2 separate regions of the Ovis aries genome follow, and region 1 is linked to region 2. Evidence: chromatin contacts called from public Hi-C data. All regions are on one chromosome and are shown on one strand. The core of a region is the stretch at or near the end of the contact, and the rest is flanking DNA. Distances in the headings are between cores, read along the strand shown. Region 1 has its middle 32 kb from the start of TENT5B. Region 2 overlaps WDTC1 (WD and tetratricopeptide repeats 1).

Region 1 (3,380 bases), core at 208-2,707, 200 kb after region 2:
AAAGAGCTAAGTCAAAAAAAAAAAAAGAAGTAAAGCTTTTATTCAACCTCTGACGAGGTGAGTTTTCCAAGGGAAGTGGGCGCAGGGGTAGGCAGGGCTGGGGTACAGTAAAGAGATTCTGATTTTTTCAGAATATCAGATGGCTCTGAATCCTGGCAGCAAAGCCAGGCAAGCAAAGACAAGGACTGATTCTCTGCAGAATCTCAGGAACATCATTTGTGGGGCTGACTTCAGGTTTGTTGAATGACTCAGTCAGTGAATGAATGACTTCACAGGAAGCTAACTCAGAACCGGCCCTGTGGAATTCTCAAGACAAGAAACCTGACTGCCCAAAGCCAGCAGAGGTGGAAAACTAGGAAGCCAGCCCCCAGCTCCCAGTTGCAGAATTCATTTTGGTGTTGCTGATAATTTGCCTCAGCGCCACCTGCTGGCGGGCACTGACTGGCCAACTCCTGTTAGAGCGAGAAATCGGTCACCTGGATCCCCAGGGGGATGGATCCTTCCAAGGGTTAGTCAGGAAAACATACAAAGTTTGGAAAAGGCAAAAGAGATTCTTGGATGTCCTTTCAAAGGAACTGTCCTCTAATGATAAGCTCATCCTTAGGGGTGTATGCTCTTCATTGCCTTTGACTGACTTTATAACTCTGTAGGGACAGAAGTAAATTGTAGAAAACAGATAATAATGCAAATGATTCCTGCCCATGGCAAGCGAATGATTCCTATTTATAACCACGCAAAGGAATTCAGTCCAGTAGAGAACATTCTCATTTAAACTACTTTTAACACCTTGCTGGGTCCTTGTCAGTTAGAGTTAAAGAAAATCTTTGACACACATTAATTTTTTTTGTGTGTATGAGGTCATGATTTTACCTTTTTGGAAATTATGCTTTATTAGATCTTCGGTTCTTGAGGAATCTACAAAGCCTCTCAGACCTTCCTTCCCATCATGCCCCCAACCTGTTCAGGTGGCACCAGCAACAGCATCCTCTGGGTCCCCACTGCACCCAGCACTGACTTCAAGGACAAGCTGCCCTGTGCTTCCCTGCCAGTCTCTCCCTCAAGACTGCGGGTGCCCAGGGGCAGGAGCTGGGGGTGATTCTCACTGGATCTGCAGAGCTCGGTAGAGGCTGTTAAATGAATTTATGAATATACTTAGTGTGGGCCACACCCCCTGTTGATGAGGGAGCCCGGGATACTGCAAGCCAGAAGGGCAATTTATGCACTTAGCCAAACACTTCTCAGCCTCAGTTTCCACATCAGTGCAATGAGGATAAAATTTAACGCGTGCTGAAAATACAGATGGGAAGGAAGTCTTAAGTAACTCCCGCATGTTTTCCTTTGCCTCTATTGGTTTCTATTCGGACCTCCCACCCCACCCCCAGAATACTAAGAAAAGGAACAGGGTCATTTCCTCTGGCTCCCCACCCTGCGAGGCCTACGGGAAGTGTTCAGTTAAGTATGCCCCACCCCCGACAGCCCAGCCCGGTTAATGAATGAGAAAGGGAAGCAGAAATGGCTTGAGGGGCCAGAGTGCCCATCATCTGGCAGTCAAGGATCATGGCCAACATAGAAGCAGCCTTGGGCTTGGGCTGGAAGGGGAGGGGAGCGGGGTAGTGAGGGGTGAGGTGGTGGACTGCTTACCTGAACAGAGAAACCCAAGAGAAAATCCAAAGGGAGAGAGAGACTGGAAGAGGCTCCATGTCCAGACCCCAGCCTCAACTCATCCTAAGCCACAGGAGCCCACCTGCCTCTCTGGCCCGCTACTCCGCTAAACAGCTACATCTGTTAAAGGGGAAAAAAAAAAGAAATTTTTTTTTTAACTGACAACCAAATAACTGGGATTCGGGCGCCACCGCGTGGTCATTTGTGAAACTGCCTGCCCAGGTGATCCAAAGGCAGAGGGAGGCCGACCAGCATTCCTCTAACTTTCCTGCCCTCCACCCTCTTCCTTGTCTTCTCCCTCCTATTTATTGAGCACTAGCTTCATGGGAAATAGATGGGAAACAGTGGAAACAGTGGGGGATTTTATTTTTGGGGGCTCCAAAATCACTGCGCTCCAAAATCACTGCAGATGGTAACTGCAGCCATGAAATTAAAAGACGCTTACTCCTTGGAAGGAAATTTATGACCAACCTAGACAGCATATTCAAAAGCAGAGACATTACTTTGCCAACAAAGGTCCGTCTAGTCAAGGCTATGGTTTTTCCAGTGGTCATGTATGGATGTGAGAGTTGGACTGTGAAGATGCTTTTGGAATTGTGGTGTTGGAGAAGACTCTTGAGAGTCCCTTGGACTGCAAGGAGACCCAACCAGTTCATCCTAAAGGAGATCAGTCCTGGGTCTTCATTGTAAGGACTGATGCTGAAGCTGAAACTCCAATACTTTGGCCACCTGATGCGGAGAATTGACTCATTGGGAAAGACCCTGATGCTGGGAGGGATTGGGGGCAGGAGGAGAAGGGGACAACAGAGGATGAGATGGCTGGATGGCATCACCGACTCGATGGACGTGAGTTTGGGTGAGCTCCGGGAGTTGTTGATGGATAGGGAGGCCTGGCGTGCTGCGATTCATGGGGTCGCAAAGAGTCAGACACGACTGAGCAACTGAACTGAACTGAACTGGGGTGGTCAAAATCTCTCCCTTGAAGGGTTTGGAGGAGTTTGGAGGAGCTTGGAGGGCTACAGTCCATAGAGTCACGACTGAAGTGACTTAGCACATGCACACAGCACTGATGCTGAGTCTCCAGAGCTCAAAACTGATTTCAGAACACAGGCTAGGTGCTCAATAAACATTTATGAATGAAATCATAAATCAATGAATGAAGATCTTTTAAAACCCGAAAATTTGTCCCTGCCCTCAAGGCGCTGGTAGCCTGGTGTGGAAAACAGATCAGTAAAGGGCAGAAGTGGTTCCTTCCGCCTCTACCCGCACCCCACCTCCCACCTCCCCTCACCCCTCAGAGCTTTGCCAGAAGGATACACAGGCGCTTCAGGACCCAGAGGAGGCACCTAACCTCATCCCGCCCTGAAGCGCTGAGAAGATGACCAGCAGAGCCGACGCCCATAAAGGAGGGGTGGGGAGAGGCCCTCCCGGTAGAGGCCCCAGCTCGTGAGAGGGTCTGCGCGGTGTGCAGTTCAAATTCTAAGCCTTGAAGAGGAACATAAGGCGAGAAAGAGAGGTCTGCAGGGCATTCATCAAGATTTATTTGCCGTTAAAACAAATCCTCCCCTTAACTATGCCTCAGATTTCTCATCCACAAAATGGGAATAAGATGAGGAGGGAATGAGAGGCAAAGGCTGGCACACCGTAACCCTTGATGTTGTTCAGTTGTGTCTGATGACCCCATGGACTGCAGCTCGCCAGGCCTCCCTGTCCATCAC
Region 2 (3,384 bases), core at 583-3,082:
GGTCCTGAACAGAACCCCGGCTGCATGCTCTGAGCCACAGATTTCCTCCTAGGAAAGCAGCAGATGAGGAAACCAAAGTTCAGGAAAATGAAGAGAGGTGTTCAAAGTCTCAGCACACAGCTCATAAATAAAAGGCCAGTGACTAAAGACAGGTCTGTCAGTTCTAAAGCTTACACTCAAGAGCAGGGTACTTCTCTGGGAATTCCAGTGGTGCCACGGCATTTCGGTTTTTCACAGTAACGCCATTTACAGCGAGGCTTCTTGTCTGCCTCATGGAAGTGGATGTGGCGGGCACAGCCCTGGCTGCCGGATATGGGGGCGGGGGTTGGGGGTGCCGCCTCGGGCGGCCAGCCGTACCTGCTCGCCCCCCATGTTGACCAGCAGCTCTGTGCCATTGGGGCTGAAGGTGACATACGTGGCAACCAGCACTCTCAGACGGTTGTTGTAGTCAGGCAGCTTCACTGGCAGGTGACCTGCAGGGAGCAGAGGTACCCGCGTGGGAGGCTTCTGGTCCCTCCGCAAAGGGGCAGGGAGTTGTGAGAAGTCAGCCTTCCCAGTGACCAGTCATCTTCCCCAGAAAAGCAGCTCTAAGTGTTGAGCCCTTACTGTATGAAGTGGGCCAACTGTTAAACACTATCTCACTGAGTCATCGTAACCCCATTTTACAGAAAAGAAACTAAGATTCCTCCAGGGTGAGAAATTTGCCAAAGGTCACGTAAGAGCTGGTGGATGGTAACCAGGATTAAATGCAGGTCTGTCTGACTCTCGGTCACCACTGCCTCCCTGCACTGCTCTGGAGACAATCAGCACCCCACCAAGAGTTTAGGGCCAGAGTTGGGCTGAGCCCTACCTGCTACGTAATACTGGGCTGCGCCATCCGGGAGGGGCTTCTGCCGGTCACAGAAGGTGTGTACACCTGCTGAAGGGCTCTGCTTCATGCTTTTTCTGGTGGCAAGGCAAACAAAATAGGTTATAATGCCGATCAGGACTCCTGGCTGGACCACACTTCCTTGGGAAAAACCTGTTTGTATCCCTGGAGAGATATGCGAAGAGGTACCTTTCTTTCTTACCTGAGCACCCCCAAAAGTCAACCAACTAGAGAGCTATGGACACACCCATCGCAGTGGCCCTGCCTACCAGTCTTTGGTTCGTGGCCACCCTATTACTCCCATTTTATAGATGAGGAAGCTAAAGCTCGTGGCCTACTCTAAGTCATGTAGTGTGTGAAGAGTAACAACAGTCATCCAATCCACAAATGAAAGTAACGCAGGCCAGAAGTTCGTACACCTGTCCCAGGAGTCCACTGAAAACCCAGACTGGCGGGCCGCGCAGGTCTGGGACTTCTCTGGAGGTTCTGAGTATACTTTTTTTTTTTAAAAAAAGAATAAAGTAAAATTGTATGTACAAATAAAGGAGTTTACATGTATAAGATGGTAACTATGTACACTACGTATGCACAGAAGCTATTATACACCGGGATTTCTTTCAGGTAATGGAGTAAAAGTAATTTCTTTAATACACTTCTCATAAAAACAAGCACAGATTGAATTATTTTAAAAAAAATCACAGAATGAAAAAAAACCCCCCTCAAAGAGAAGAGGGCCTGGCAATGAGGGTAAGGGGCAGCAGGTTCTCAGGGACTTGCCGCGTGTTCCTACCTGTGGTTGTGGATCATGCGGATGTCGTAGAGCCTCACAAAGGGCCCGCTGGCCCCCACGGCCAGGCAGTTGTTGTCCTGGGGGTTGACAGTGAGGCACTTGGCCTCCACCAGCTGGCCACAGTACTCTGTCAGGTCGATCAGCACTTCCGAGTGTTTGCTGTTCTCCCGAAGGTCATACTGGCTGTGAGAGAGGACACAACAGGTTGGGGGTTGCGTCCGTGGGCAGAGGGCAGGGGAGAAGCCAAGGCCTGGAGTGCAAAGGAACTGGGAGGGGTTCTGGATCTGTTTGTAAGTAGAATGTCAAAAACTACTCCCATATCTTGAGTGCTCTGAATGCCAAGTAGTAGGCTTCTCACACATTCTTTTTATTCTAACAGAACTCCCTAAGGTAGATACTACTGAACCCTTTTATTTATTTTTTAACAGATATCAATATTATTGCCACTAAGTACTATTACTACTGAGTACTAACACTTCATGAGACATTGCTTGGTGTCCAGTATTGTTCCCAAGTGTTACACAGGTATTATCTAACTAAATTCTCACACTATCCCTAGGTACCACTAGAAGTTAAAAGAAGTTCAATAACTTGCCTGGATGACACCGCAGTAAGTGCAGTGCTGGGATGGTGCAGAGCTGGGAGGACTGCGTTTTAACCACTCTGCTCTGCTCCTTGATTCTAATTCTTAATTCTATTCTTAACCTAGTTTCTTGCAGGAAACGAAAGAAGTACAGAGGTGACAGAAAAAGACAATCTTGAGATCATCTACGAGCTTCCCAGAAACGCCAACTCCCAGAACAAGCCCAAGTCCCATCCAGATGGTAAAGAGAAAGTGAAAGTCACTCAGTCATGTCCAACTCTTTGGGACTCCAAGGACTGTAGCCTACCAGGCTCCTCTGTCCATGGCATTCTCCAGGCCAGAATACTGGGGTGGGGAGGCGTTCCCTTCTCCAGGGGATCTTCCTAAAGCAGGGATCAAACCTGGGTCTCCTGCATTGCAGACAGATTCTTCGCCATCTGAGCCAATGGTAAAGGTCAGGCCAAAGCACCCACCCACCACGAGCACACTTTACCGGGGACCTGGTTTGCTTCTAGGATGCAGGCACATCCAGAAAATGGCAGGGGCATCACCCCTGTGCTCACCCACCTCCGCCTAAACACCTGCAATAATCTCTTCATCGTTCGCTTATCTTTCTCAGCCATCCTCACCAGATTGCTCTTCCTGAAATACTGTTTTTGTTATAGATGAGGAAACTGAGGTCTGAGGCTGAAGTGACTTGCCTGGACACGAGTGACAGAGGCAGGACTTGACTTGGTCTGAGTCCTCGTTCCTCCATGACTTAGATACCCCTCGTCCTTTGTGGAAAGGAAAAGGGCACAAAGCCCCATGGGGTCTCAAGGGAGGCAGTTTGGGCAGATTGTAGAGATAGGGGAAAGTTCTCAGGTTATATCTGAAGAAAGGAGTTAGGAAAGGCAATGAGGCCATTTCACGAACAAGGGAAGCAGAGGCAGAGGCGTGATGATGCAGGTCAGTGGAAAGGGGGAGAGGCCACTTAACTATTTCTGGCTGCGGTCCCCTTCCCAAGAATATGCCCACTGGCCGACTGTTCAAGGCAAATGGATCATGTGCCTCTGTGTGCCAGGCACTGTGCTGGGCTCTAGGGACACAACCCAGGACAGGACAGACAAAAATGCTGGCAGTTCACTACTCAGTGAGGGACAC

The links. Hi-C and Micro-C count contacts between places; a contact is called where the count stands out from the background.
Region 1: a Hi-C map of liver shows a contact between it and region 2, with 4 times the contacts expected there. The contact joins two enhancer-like sites. A contact is called at or near these places in 9 of 16 Hi-C or Micro-C datasets (blood, hypothalamus, liver and 4 more).

The regions. Positions count from the first base shown.
Region 1 is chr2:239,906,609-239,909,988 of ARS-UI_Ramb_v3.0, forward strand. No RefSeq gene overlaps it. Among named protein-coding and RNA genes, the nearest start is that of TENT5B, 32 kb to the right of the region's middle. Within about 2 kb of position 1,458, at least 3 of the 54 cell types and tissues checked have an H3K27ac peak or open chromatin away from gene starts, as enhancers often do. A contact at or near this core is called in liver, where this site is marked.
Region 2 is chr2:239,708,934-239,712,317 of ARS-UI_Ramb_v3.0, forward strand. WDTC1 (WD and tetratricopeptide repeats 1) reads right to left here. Exons shown (of 17, transcript XR_009599448.1): 7 at 1,659-1,841; 8 at 851-945; 9 at 358-473. Among named protein-coding and RNA genes, the nearest start is that of TMEM222, 26 kb to the left of the region's middle. Within about 2 kb of position 1,833, at least 1 of the 54 cell types and tissues checked has an H3K27ac peak or open chromatin away from gene starts, as enhancers often do. A contact at or near this core is called in liver, where this site is marked.